2 separate regions of the Sus scrofa genome follow, and region 2 is linked to region 1. Evidence: chromatin contacts called from public Hi-C data. All regions are on one chromosome and are shown on one strand. Each heading gives the region's core, a stretch centred on a gene start, on an enhancer-like site or on the middle of the called end of the contact. The rest is flanking DNA. Distances are from core to core; before and after follow the strand shown. Region 1 has its middle 230 kb from the start of IRS2. Region 2 holds the start of IRS2 (insulin receptor substrate 2).

Region 1 (5,296 bases), core at 1,376-3,875:
AATATTGGCTTATAAGAGGGGCATTTTTGGCATTTTTGAAACTCTCTTAAATGACTGGCTGAATAAAAGGTAGCTGGATTCTCCTTTCAGCCTCTGCATTTAACCTGTCATGACATCACATGTCATCATGCAAACTTTGGGCACTCCCCCCGGTGAGACCAGAACAGTGAAAAGGCGAATGATGCCTTAGTATGGTTTTGAGAGTGGGTTTGTACCCTAAAAGGATGCTGGGCATTTCATCACCAGGAGTTAGTAGTGCCTCCCACAGAGATGGAATTATTTTAAGGACCTGCTGAAGTGAGAAACACCAAAGTCTAATTCACTGGTCTTTAGCATCGACTCTGACATTTGATAAGGAAACCGTGGCTCAACCGTCTAGTAAGTTCTTCAAAGCCAACAAAGACCAAAGTTTTCTATTTTTCGTTGCCTTCTTGGGCTCTTCTCATTCTAGGTTTGCTCCTCAGCTTAATACCCCTCGTGGTTACAAGGTCATGAAGCCAAGGGTCACAAGCATGATTTTAATGGTCCTTTACTCTCTCCAGGGCTTTTTTAAAGGGCAAAGGGATATTTCCCAAATCTGTTCTTTGACCTCACCGACCACAGTTGGACCACACACCCCTGTTTAAACTCAGTTCTACGATGAGGAATGGGCCCCCCGGACTGGCTTAATTTAAGCAAGAACCCCCAAGAGTGGAGACGGAACCCACTCTGCCCCAATTAATGACTCTGTCCCTTCTACGGAGAGCTAGCCGTGGCTAAGAGGCAGCGACGCACAGCTTGTGCCACAGGGATTCAGGAAGTGTAAAGCGTGACACCAGCAAGGAGTGCACAACTGGAAGCGCATGGTAAATGCCTTGCAAATAAGGACTTTTCATCAACACACCAACCCTTCTTCTAGACGGTTTAAAGATTGTTTCCTGCACACTGAGATCACACAGCCTCCAACAGAATTTAGTCCTATTCCAAGTGTTAGTTTGGGAATAGTTGATGCAAACTATTGCATTTGGAGTGGATAAGCAACGAGGTCCTGCTGTACAGCACAGGGAACTATAACCAATCACTCATGATGGAACATGGAGAAAAAAATGAGAAAAAGAAAGTGTATATAAATGTAACTGGATTACTTTGCTGAACAGCAGAAATTGACAGAACATTGTAAATCAATTATAATGTTTCAATTTAAAAAAAAATTCATAAGAGGAGTTAGGAAAGTGCCAGGTCCTTCTTCCCACATCTAATTTTTTCAGCATCCACCAAAGGCACTCTTTCAGCTAGAAGGCAGAGCTGCAGATAAAGAAAGCTCAGTTTGGGCTGGCTTATTTATTTTTCTATTCTGCTTATTTTTTAATTTATGCTTGAGTTTATGTTGGCGTTTTAAAATATGTTTCTAAAATTCTGTAGTTTTTTATTATGTTTAATTTAAGCCAAAAGGTATTCCCCTCCTGCTAGGCATTCTATGGGAAAATGCAATTTCAACCTCAGAAAGCAGCGGTAAATACAGGAGACCCCTGACTTGGGATGGTTCAGCTTATGGGTTTTTGACTTTACCATGGTGCTAAAACAACATACAGTCAGTAGAAACCATACTTTGAATTTTGAATTTTGATTTTTCCGGGGTTAGAGATGTGCAGTGACAATCCCATCTTGCGAAGCTGGGCGGGGGCAGAAGGAGCAGCTGCCAGTCTGCCAACCATCAGGAGGGCAAACAGCCCAAGATTTACAACCATTCTGTTTTTCTCCTTCGGTACATTATACAATAAATTGCATAATGTATTCAACACTTTAAAATACCTTTCTGGGAGTTCCTGTCGTGTCTTGGCAGAAACGAGTCTGACTAGTATTCATGAGGACACAGGTTCGATGCAGTGGGTTAAGGTTCTGGTGTTGCTGTGGCTGTGGTGTAGGACCCCTAGCCTGGGAATCTCCACATGCCAGAGGTGCGGCCCTAAAAAGATGATTTTGCCCCACTTGAGGCTAAGGTAAGTGTGGTGAGCATGCGTAAGGCAGGCTAGGCTAAGCTTCTGCAGGTTCAGTGAGTTGGGTACATTAAAAGGTTTTTCAATTTACAGTCTTTTCAGTGCATGATGCTTTGAACAGGACACAAGCCCGCTGTAAGCCGAGGAAGATGTGCACTTCTGGAGGCTTGTTAGCATTTTACTGCAGACGTAGTTCTTCTTTCTGACCCATTCAGAGCAGGTGCACGGTCTCCACTTAAAACACAGGAAGACATCCCAGGATTGTCACGGGATGGTCGCGGAGGAGCCTTTATCCGATCAACGCGAATGCCCCAAAGTAAGACGTAGGAAGCTGAAAAACACCCCTCCGGGCCCCCCACCAATAATTCCATGAGAAAATCCTACTTCTTTTCTGAGTCATCGATCACAAAAAATGATTTTCCAGTGCTCAAAATGTGTATAACACAGCGAACATTTCTTTACTGAAAAAAAAAAAAATAGGGCAAGAAACTCAGTTTAGGCTAAAAATAGCAACTTACATGCCAAAGTACATGCATGACTGTTTACTTACAACGAATCTTTAACAGACACCGCAGTGGTCAGAGCCCCGCCTCACCTTCCTGAAGTCAACAAAACCCAGGCCATCCACGTCCTCCAATCACTGGATGCTTCCATCAGCCTCCAGGCAGAGAATCTGGGCTGGGGCAGAGCAAAGGTTCTTAAGTCACGCAGAGCAGATGGGGGTTTACGCAAACAATTCAAGGAGCGCTAGGAAGCGGCCAGAAATTAAACAATGTTTGTGCTGATGGTGCCAACAATCACCAGGAAAATACAGTGTTAGGTGCTGCATCACACCATCCTGGGAAAAAATCTCCCATGAAATCTTCCAGTAGTTGAAAATGAAACTTTATGGTCCTGGTTTAATTTTTTGATAAGAAGTAATTACCATAATCTGGGACGTTTTGGTGGGTCTGGTTTTTTTTTTTTTTTTTTTGAAATATACTTGACATACAATATTTTTTACATGTTTCCGATGTGGCTCCGCGGTTATCGAAGCTGACTAGCACCCATGAAGACGCAGGGGTGTGGAGCGCCCATGCATCTAAACGTGGATAAATGCAACACGCTTCTGCACCCCCGGCCTGTGGGTTTCTGGCCGGGAGGCCTGAGCCGTGGGCTCGCAGAGGGCACAGGCGGGAAGCAGCCCGCACACAAGTGGAGGGAGTGTCTGTCTCTGCTCACACTGCTTGTCCACTGCCAGAGACGGCGGTGGGGGCCTGGACAGCCAGCACGTGAGCCTGCAAAGGAGTCTCCTCTGGTCACGGCCCCTGAGGCCCCGGCTCTTCCTTGAAGTTTCCCGCAGAAGGAGGCTCATTGTGGACCCTTGTTTTTCTTCCATGAAGCCGATCTTCTCCAGCTCGAGGACAGTCCGCCGTGGCTGGCGAGGGTCTGTGGTGGACACTTTCCAGTTCTTCCAGGCAGAGGGGGTTGAGGATGAAGATGCGGCTGCAGAGGGCGCCCCCTGGGGGTACAGCTCAGGGGTAGAGCGTGTGACGGAACAAGCTGACGTCAGCCCGGCCCTCGAAGATCCTGCGCATCCTCTCGCGATGTAGGCAGAAGTCAGGGTCACCGCGACGGCGTGCCCTAACCTGATGATTCAGGTGGAGACGGCATTGACTCCACGGATGGCATCCGAGGGCTCGTGGCCGCCCTGCAGGCGTTTGGGGCCACTGTCAGGCTCTCTGCCTTTGCAGACTTTCACCGCAGGGTCGCCCTTCCTGCTCACAGCATCCCTAAGCCACGTGCTGACAAAAGCCACATGCCTCCAGCTGACTTTCCAGCATCCCTTTCCAAAAGCCTCAGAATCAACTTCATTGTATTTGCTTTTCCCCCTCAGAAAACTAAGTAGACTGCAGCGCACCCCCCCTTTCTCCTTTTTAGGGCCACACCTGTGGCATAGGGAAGTTTCCAGGCTAGGGGTGGAATCAGAGCTGTAACCGCTGGCCTACCCCACTGCCACAGCAACACCAGATCCTTAACCCACTGAGCAAGGCTGGGGATGGAACCTGCATGCTCATGGATACTAGTCAGGTTCTTAACCCCTGAGCCACAGTGGGAACTCCTGCATTTCTTTGCATTTATTTGAAATTAAGATTCAGTCTCTCATTTGTTTTACTGCTTTCTTTTTTGAGAGGAAAAAAGCGATACATGCACTTGTACATGTTTTCAGAAAAAAAAAAAAAAAAAGAGCTAGAATACTGCATCAGCTACCATAGAGCCATTGCACTTCTAGCTCCCTTGTTCATGGCTGGAATAAAATGTGCTCCTGTGGATATGAATACTATTTTTGTTTTTGAGGACGGTTGTACTGTTGTCTCTGTTCAGCTGACCTTGTCTTTTGAATGTGATGGCGACTTCATTCAGACTGCGTTACAAAATGCCAAACTTGCACATGAAAATAGAAATTGTAGAAAGAAAAAAATATCTGTTTTGTCGGCTTTTTTTTTTTTTTTTTTTTTTTGAGACTCTTTTTGAGTCATCAATGCATTGTAGCCTGAAGGGCAGACTCAGGCAATATCAAATCGTGCTTTTAGAAACGCCCCCTATAAAATGTGTATCATTCGTTCTGCACACCTTTATTGATCTTCTTGGCCACCATAATAGGACTGGGCATTACAGCGTTGAACAAAAAAGACAGAAACCCCTGACCCTTTGTCTAAGTTTTGGATACTCAGCAGCTGAGATCTGCTGCGTACACCCATCCAGTGTCCTACTTCTATAGCTCAGGGTGTCCTGGTATCTCTGTGTTTCTTTTCTCCCAGCCCTTTTTGAGGAGAGCTTTCATATGCATACGGTTGAAACAGGTGAAAAGGTATCTTTGAGACCCAGGCCATCCCAGAAGATGTCGCAGTGTTTAAAGCTGGTGTCACTGGACCTGTGTTGAGGGCACCAAGGCATCAGTCGAATGTCTATAAAAGGGAGAAGACGTGGGGTGCTCCAATCACATTGGGGTCACACTGACGGATTTATGATGTTTTTGATGTCATCTTTGATAATCTAGTGTCTACAGTGAATCCAGGGTTGCCACGCCCAGTGTTTCAGTGCTTTGGAGATAAATCAGCTTGCAGTCCAGACGAAAATTAAAACCATGATGAAGCATTTGCTACACCATTCAGACCTGCCTCCAAATGCAATTGGGTCAGCCACCACTGGGAATGGATGTTTCTACACCTGAGGAAACTTTGCCTGGAACCCACGAGGTTAGGGCCGTGCTGGATCCGGCAAAGGCAAGACCCAGGAACAGGAGGCCTGGCCCTTCAGGGGGTGGAAGCGGGATAGGA
Region 2 (5,296 bases), core at 1,572-4,071, 230 kb after region 1:
GCCGAAGTCAATGTTGATGTACTCGCCGGGACTCTTGGGCTCCGGCGGCAGCGGGTACTCGTGTGTGCTGGGCAGCGTCTGCAGCCCTTCCAGCGACAGGCGCGTGGGCCGCACGGCCCGGCAGCGCTGGCTCAGGAAGCCCTCCGGGCGCCCGCTGCCCACGCCACTGGGCCTCCCCGGCGAAGGCACGGAGGGATGGGGTGGCTGGGTGTGGCCGCCGCCACCTGCCGCGGCCCCGAAGGCGCCGTCCAGCTGCGTGGACCCTGTGGACCCCGGGCCGGCCGGAGGCTCCAGCCTCTCCTCCTCCAGGATGCGCCCCACGGGGGAGCTCATGAGCACGTACTGGTCGTTGTCCCCGTTGCAGGTGTAGGGGGCCTTGTAGGAGCGGGGCAGGGAGCTGTAGCAGTAGCCGGGGACGCCCCGGAGCATCTCCCCGCCGCCGTGCAGGGCAGCCGCGAAGAAGTCAGGCGGGGTGCCCGGGGCACCCACGTCGCTGGGGGACATGTTGAGATAGTCCCCGTTGGAAAGCAGCTTGCCATCAGCGTTCTCCATGGACAGCTTGGAGCCGCACCACATGCGCATATACCCGCTGTCCTCCGGGGAGCTCTCGGCCGGGGAGCTGGCCTTGTAGCTGCTGCCCCCACTCCCCGGAAAGGCCCTGCTGGCTGCAGAAGTGGGCGTGGGCACCGCCGCCCCTGTGGGGGGCACGGCCGCTGCAGTGGCCCGTGGCTGCAGGATCTGCTTCGGGGCCGACACGCTGGTGGGGCTCATGGGCATGTAGTCGTCACTCTTGCAGCTCCCACTGCCACCACCCATGAGGGCCACGCCAGGGGTCATGGGCATGTAGCCGTCATCCGTGCCCAGGTTACTGCTGGAGCTCCGGTGCGACCCAATCTCGATGTCGCCGTAGTCTTCGGGGTAGGGGTGGTAGGCCACTTTGGGAGAGGACACGGGGCAGGACGGGCAGAGACGGCCCGAGCTGCCAGAGAAGGTGGCCCGCATCAAGGTGTATTCATCCAGGGATGCGGAGGAGGGCTGGGGCACCGGCCGCTGCCGGGCAGGTGTGGTCAGGGAGTAAGTCCTCTTTCTCAGCCCTCTATCCAAGTCCTGGGCCCCGTCCCCGGATACCCTGCGGTAGGGGCGCCCACAGTGGCTCAGAGGCCGGTCCATGGTCATGTACCCGTACAGCTCGCCCCCGCTGACGTCCCTGGCCGGGGGAGTCTCGGCGATGGATTCGGGCGTGTTGCTCCTGTGGCTGCAGAAGGCTCTCAGGTCCCCAGGGCTAGAGCCATACTCATCCAGGGACATAAAGCCAGGGTCGCTGGGGGAGCCCGAAGCCGAGGCGCTGCCGCTGGAGGGTCGCTGAGGGTGCAGGGGATGCTGCAGGTGCGGGTGTGGGCCGGGAGGTGGCGGGTAGGAGCCCGAGCCATGCCCGCTGCTGGACGACAGGCTGCCCGGGCTGGTGGCGGCCGGGGGCGAGTGCGCCACGGGCATGGACATGGAGCGGCTGTGTTGCAGAGCGCCCCCTGCCGGCGCCAGCGTCACTTTGCTGGCGCGGCCGCCGCAGCCGCCGCTCAGGGTGTGCGAGCGGCTCAGGGGCGCGCGCACAGGCCCTGGGCTCAGGGGGCTCCCCGACACCGACACCGGCCTCCCGCCTGCCGCCCCGGCCCCCGCAGCCGCGCCGCCGTCGCCCTCGCTGGCCGTGCGAACCCGGCACGAGCTGCACTTGGCCGCCGGCGGGGTGGCGGCCAGGCTGTCCGTGCGCGAGCGGCGCACCAGGCCAGTCTGGCTGGGGGGCAGGTTGACCAGGTGGTGGTGGCGGCGCGCGCCGGGGACGCTGATGGGGTGCGTGGCTGACGAGCCGGACGACTGGCTCTTGCTGCGCGGCCGGAACTCGAAGAGCTCCTTGAGCGCCTTCATGGCCTCCAGGATGGTCTCGTGGATGTTCTGGGCCACCACCGAGTCGTCCGCCTGCATCCACAGCTCTCCCGGGCCCGTGACGGCCGAGCGGCCCACCTCGATGAAGAAGAAGCTGTCCGAGTGGCCGCAGCGGCGGATGTTCATGAGCTGCAGGGTCACCGACGGCTGCTCGCAGTTGAGCTTCACGAAGCCGATGGTGCGCGCCGACAGGCACAGGCGGTACACGCCCGTCAGGTTCTTGCTCTGGCCCAGGCCCTTGGGCTTCAGGTTCACCTGCCACACCTCGCGGTAGGCGGCCGTGGCGGGCGCCACCAGCCCGTAGCTGTCATCGGCCGCCGCGGCGCCGGCCGAGCCGCCCAGGGCGCCGGGCAGGGAGGCGCTGCAGGACGCGGCGGTGGCGGCGGCGGGGGGCGCGTCGCCGGCGCTCGCGCGGCCCTCGCTGACCAGGTCGGTGAGCGCGCGGTACCAGCCCTCCTGCTCCTGCTCGTTCTCGGCCGCTACGGCAAAGTACTCGTCCTTGGTGTAGAGGGCGATCAGGTACTTGTGCTTGGCGTCAGCGCGCTTGTTGATGTTCAGGCAGCAGTCGAGCGCGATGACCCGCTTCGGGGCGCCCGCCTTGCTCCGCCACTTCTTCTCGCTCTCGTAGTACTCGAGCCGCGGCGGCTGCGGCGCCGACCCCCCACCCGCTGTCGCCGTCGCCTCGTCGCCGCCCGCGCCGGGCCCGCGCAGCACGAAGAAGCGCTTGTGGCCGTGCTTCTGCTTGCGCAGGTAGCCGCACTTGCGCACGCTGTGGTTGTTGTTGTTGTTGTTGTTGTTGAGGTTGGGGCCGTCGCCGCCCGCCGGCCCGGGGGGCCCGTGCAGCGGCGGGCTCGCCATCGCCGGCGATTCAGGCCCCGCCGCCCGGCCGGGCTTGGAGGGGCTGGAGGGAGCGGAGGGGGCGCGGGCGGGAGCGGCTCCCTCCCCCCCCTGCTCGCCCGCCCGAGCCCGCGTCCCTCGGGCCCAGGAGGTGGAGAAGGTTCGGGGAGGCCCGCGGGGGCCGGCACCGCGCGGTGGCGCAGCGCCCTCCGCGCTCCGGGGCCCCAGAGGATGACCAACGCGGGCGGTGGCCGCCCCCTGGCCCGGCTGCCCGCGGCCGCTTCCTCCTGGGCTCTCGGGCGGCGCCTGGGGACTCGCTGGCTGGGCCGAGAGTCGGGGTCCCCGAGCCGTGGGGCCGAGCCTTAAGGCGCGCGCGGCCGCACCGGTCCCGCCGCTGCGCCGCGCTCCGCGGTGCCGGGGTGTGCCCGGGTACTCGGGGTCCGCGCCGCCGCCGGGGTTGGTGCTGCTGCTGCTGCCAACGGCGACCCGGGCTCGTCGCGGTCCCCGCCGCACAGTGAGTAACACATCGCGCACCGAGTGACTGAACTAAGAAGAGCAAAACAACATGTGACTCGGCGTTACGCAGGCACACACTGCGCGGCCGCCCCGCCCCGCCGCCCGCATTGGCGCCGCGCCCCCGGACGGACGGCGCGTGCGGCCAATGGGCGCCGGGCGCGGGGGGGGCGGGCCGCGCGCCCCCGCCCCGCCCCCCTTTCTCCCGGGGCCGCGTTTCCCGCCGTCCCCTCCCCCTCCCGCGGAGGCCGGGGCCCGGGGCGGGGTGGGGGCCGGCCCGAGCCTCATTAATCAGAGGCTCGTTGGGGATGCCGGCGGAGGAGATGCCACCCAGGGCGGGAAAAGGGGCGCGCGGGAGGGGCGGGGGCCGGCCGCCGCGCGGAGGGCCCTGCCCTCCCGCCTTTGACTCAATTAATTGGGCTCGAAGCTTCCGCCGGGGAGGGGACCGGGGGAGGGAACACTGTAGGGGGTGGGCGCCTGCGGAGATCAGGGGCCGAGACCGCGGACCTGGGCTTGGTGCAGGGGAGGCGGAGGTAGCACCCCACTCGGGCCCCGCATCGCCCCGCCGCCGCCCCATTTGCTGGGGGCCAAGAAGGGGCAGTGAACTTGGCTGCCCTCTCGGAACCACCTTCCCCCAACACACACTTCGGCCAGCAGATCCCGCGCCCAGGCTCGGGGTGGGGGCGCGCCTTGGCGGGTTTGCGCCTGGGTGGTTCCCGGGTGCCCGGCCCCGGCTTGTTTACGAGCATCACATTAGTCCGTCACCGGTGAGCTCTGGATCGGCAGCAGCTTCGGTGCCCCTTCCTGGAAGGAGAGTCGGGGTGCGGGAGGGGGCGCGGATGCGGCGCCCTCTACCCCAGGCCGCGCTGGCGGCGGCCGCTGGCGGGATCCCACCCGCTCAGGGGCGCCCTTCCCCCGCACCCGGTCGTGGGCTCTTTCCGGGGCGTCATCAGCGCCATTCACTTGTCAGGTTCTCGGGAAGTTGAAATCGGCTGTTGGGGATGTAATAGGAGAAAGAGAAGGAGGACGAGCGGGCGTGGAGAACTGCAGTTTCCATAGTGCCGGGAAGAGGGCGGGCTCCAGCGAGCACACAGCCCCGGGAGCCGGGTCCCCGCCGCGGGTGCCCTCCTCCCGCCCGACCCTCGGCACCGCGTGGGGGAGGCGCAGGAGCGGGCGGCTGCAGACCTGCGCGCGCTTAGCCCGCAGTCTGCGCCGCGTGGAATACGCCCTTGAAGAAGTGCTTCGAGTGTTTACATCTACGTGGCTTTTGTGACTTTCAAAGTCGATTACAAATGAGGACTCACCCGGTACAATCGCATCTCCCAAATAACAGTGAGGGCTACTGGTGAGAGGGGGAGTTCTTGGGTTCGGATCCAGGCAGGCTCCAGATCCTGCAGAAACTAAGAAGGCTAAACACAAAAGCCCTTACTTTTTTTTTTTTTTTTTAATTATGTGCCTTCATGAAATAGTTTGAAACAACAGTGTTGGTTAATTTTTATAAGTCCTGGAAGTTTGCCTTTAAATGTCCTCTATACTTTATAAAAGTCTTTATGTTAAATGGGATGAAGCCCTACATTAAAAAAAATGATTTAAGATTGTAATTTTTTGAAAGGATGATCTATATATTTAACATGGTTGTAAAAATGGGACTTAAAAATTCTACCAGTTAATTCTATGGGTCAGGAGATCCCTACTTACAGAAAGATCATAGCATTTTTGTTTGTTAGGTATACAAGTTATGATTATTGATGAGTAATATAAGCAGGAATAATCAATGACAAATACCATCATAGAACTATAGAGAGGTATATTTAAACTTGATCCTTCATTTTTAACCACGCTTTAAAAAATACTTTTAGGAGTGCTGCTTTAAGTGTGTGTGTATATCTCTGTGTGTGTTTCTGTGTGTGGGTGTGTATGATTGTGTGTGCGTTGAGGGCACCACCCTTATGATCATTGCACTTTGGTTTTGTATTCTTTTTAGATCTTGTTGCCCTTTGGATGGGAA

Evidence for each region. Hi-C and Micro-C count contacts between places; a contact is called where the count stands out from the background.
Region 2: a contact with region 1 is called in a Hi-C map of liver, with 2.0 times the contacts expected there. The contact joins the promoter of IRS2 here to the enhancer-like site in region 1. A contact is called at or near these places in 1 of 5 promoter capture datasets (liver), 4 of 47 Hi-C or Micro-C datasets (liver and skeletal muscle) and 1 of 2 datasets of contacts at active chromatin or transcription factors (alveolar macrophages).

Annotation. Positions count from the first base shown.
Region 1 is chr11:76,423,471-76,428,766 of Sscrofa11.1, forward strand. No RefSeq gene overlaps it. Among named protein-coding and RNA genes, the nearest start is that of IRS2, 230 kb to the right of the region's middle. Within about 2 kb of position 2,626, at least 7 of the 83 cell types and tissues checked have an H3K27ac peak or open chromatin away from gene starts, as enhancers often do. A contact at or near this core is called in liver, where this site is marked.
Region 2 is chr11:76,651,818-76,657,113 of Sscrofa11.1, forward strand. It overlaps IRS2 (insulin receptor substrate 2), which reads right to left and starts at 2,822. Exons shown (of 3, transcript XM_021065907.1): 1 at 1-2,822. The coding sequence starts at 2,796. LOC110255859 (a long non-coding RNA gene) reads left to right here and starts at 3,594. Exons shown (of 2, transcript XR_002336770.1): 1 at 3,594-5,296.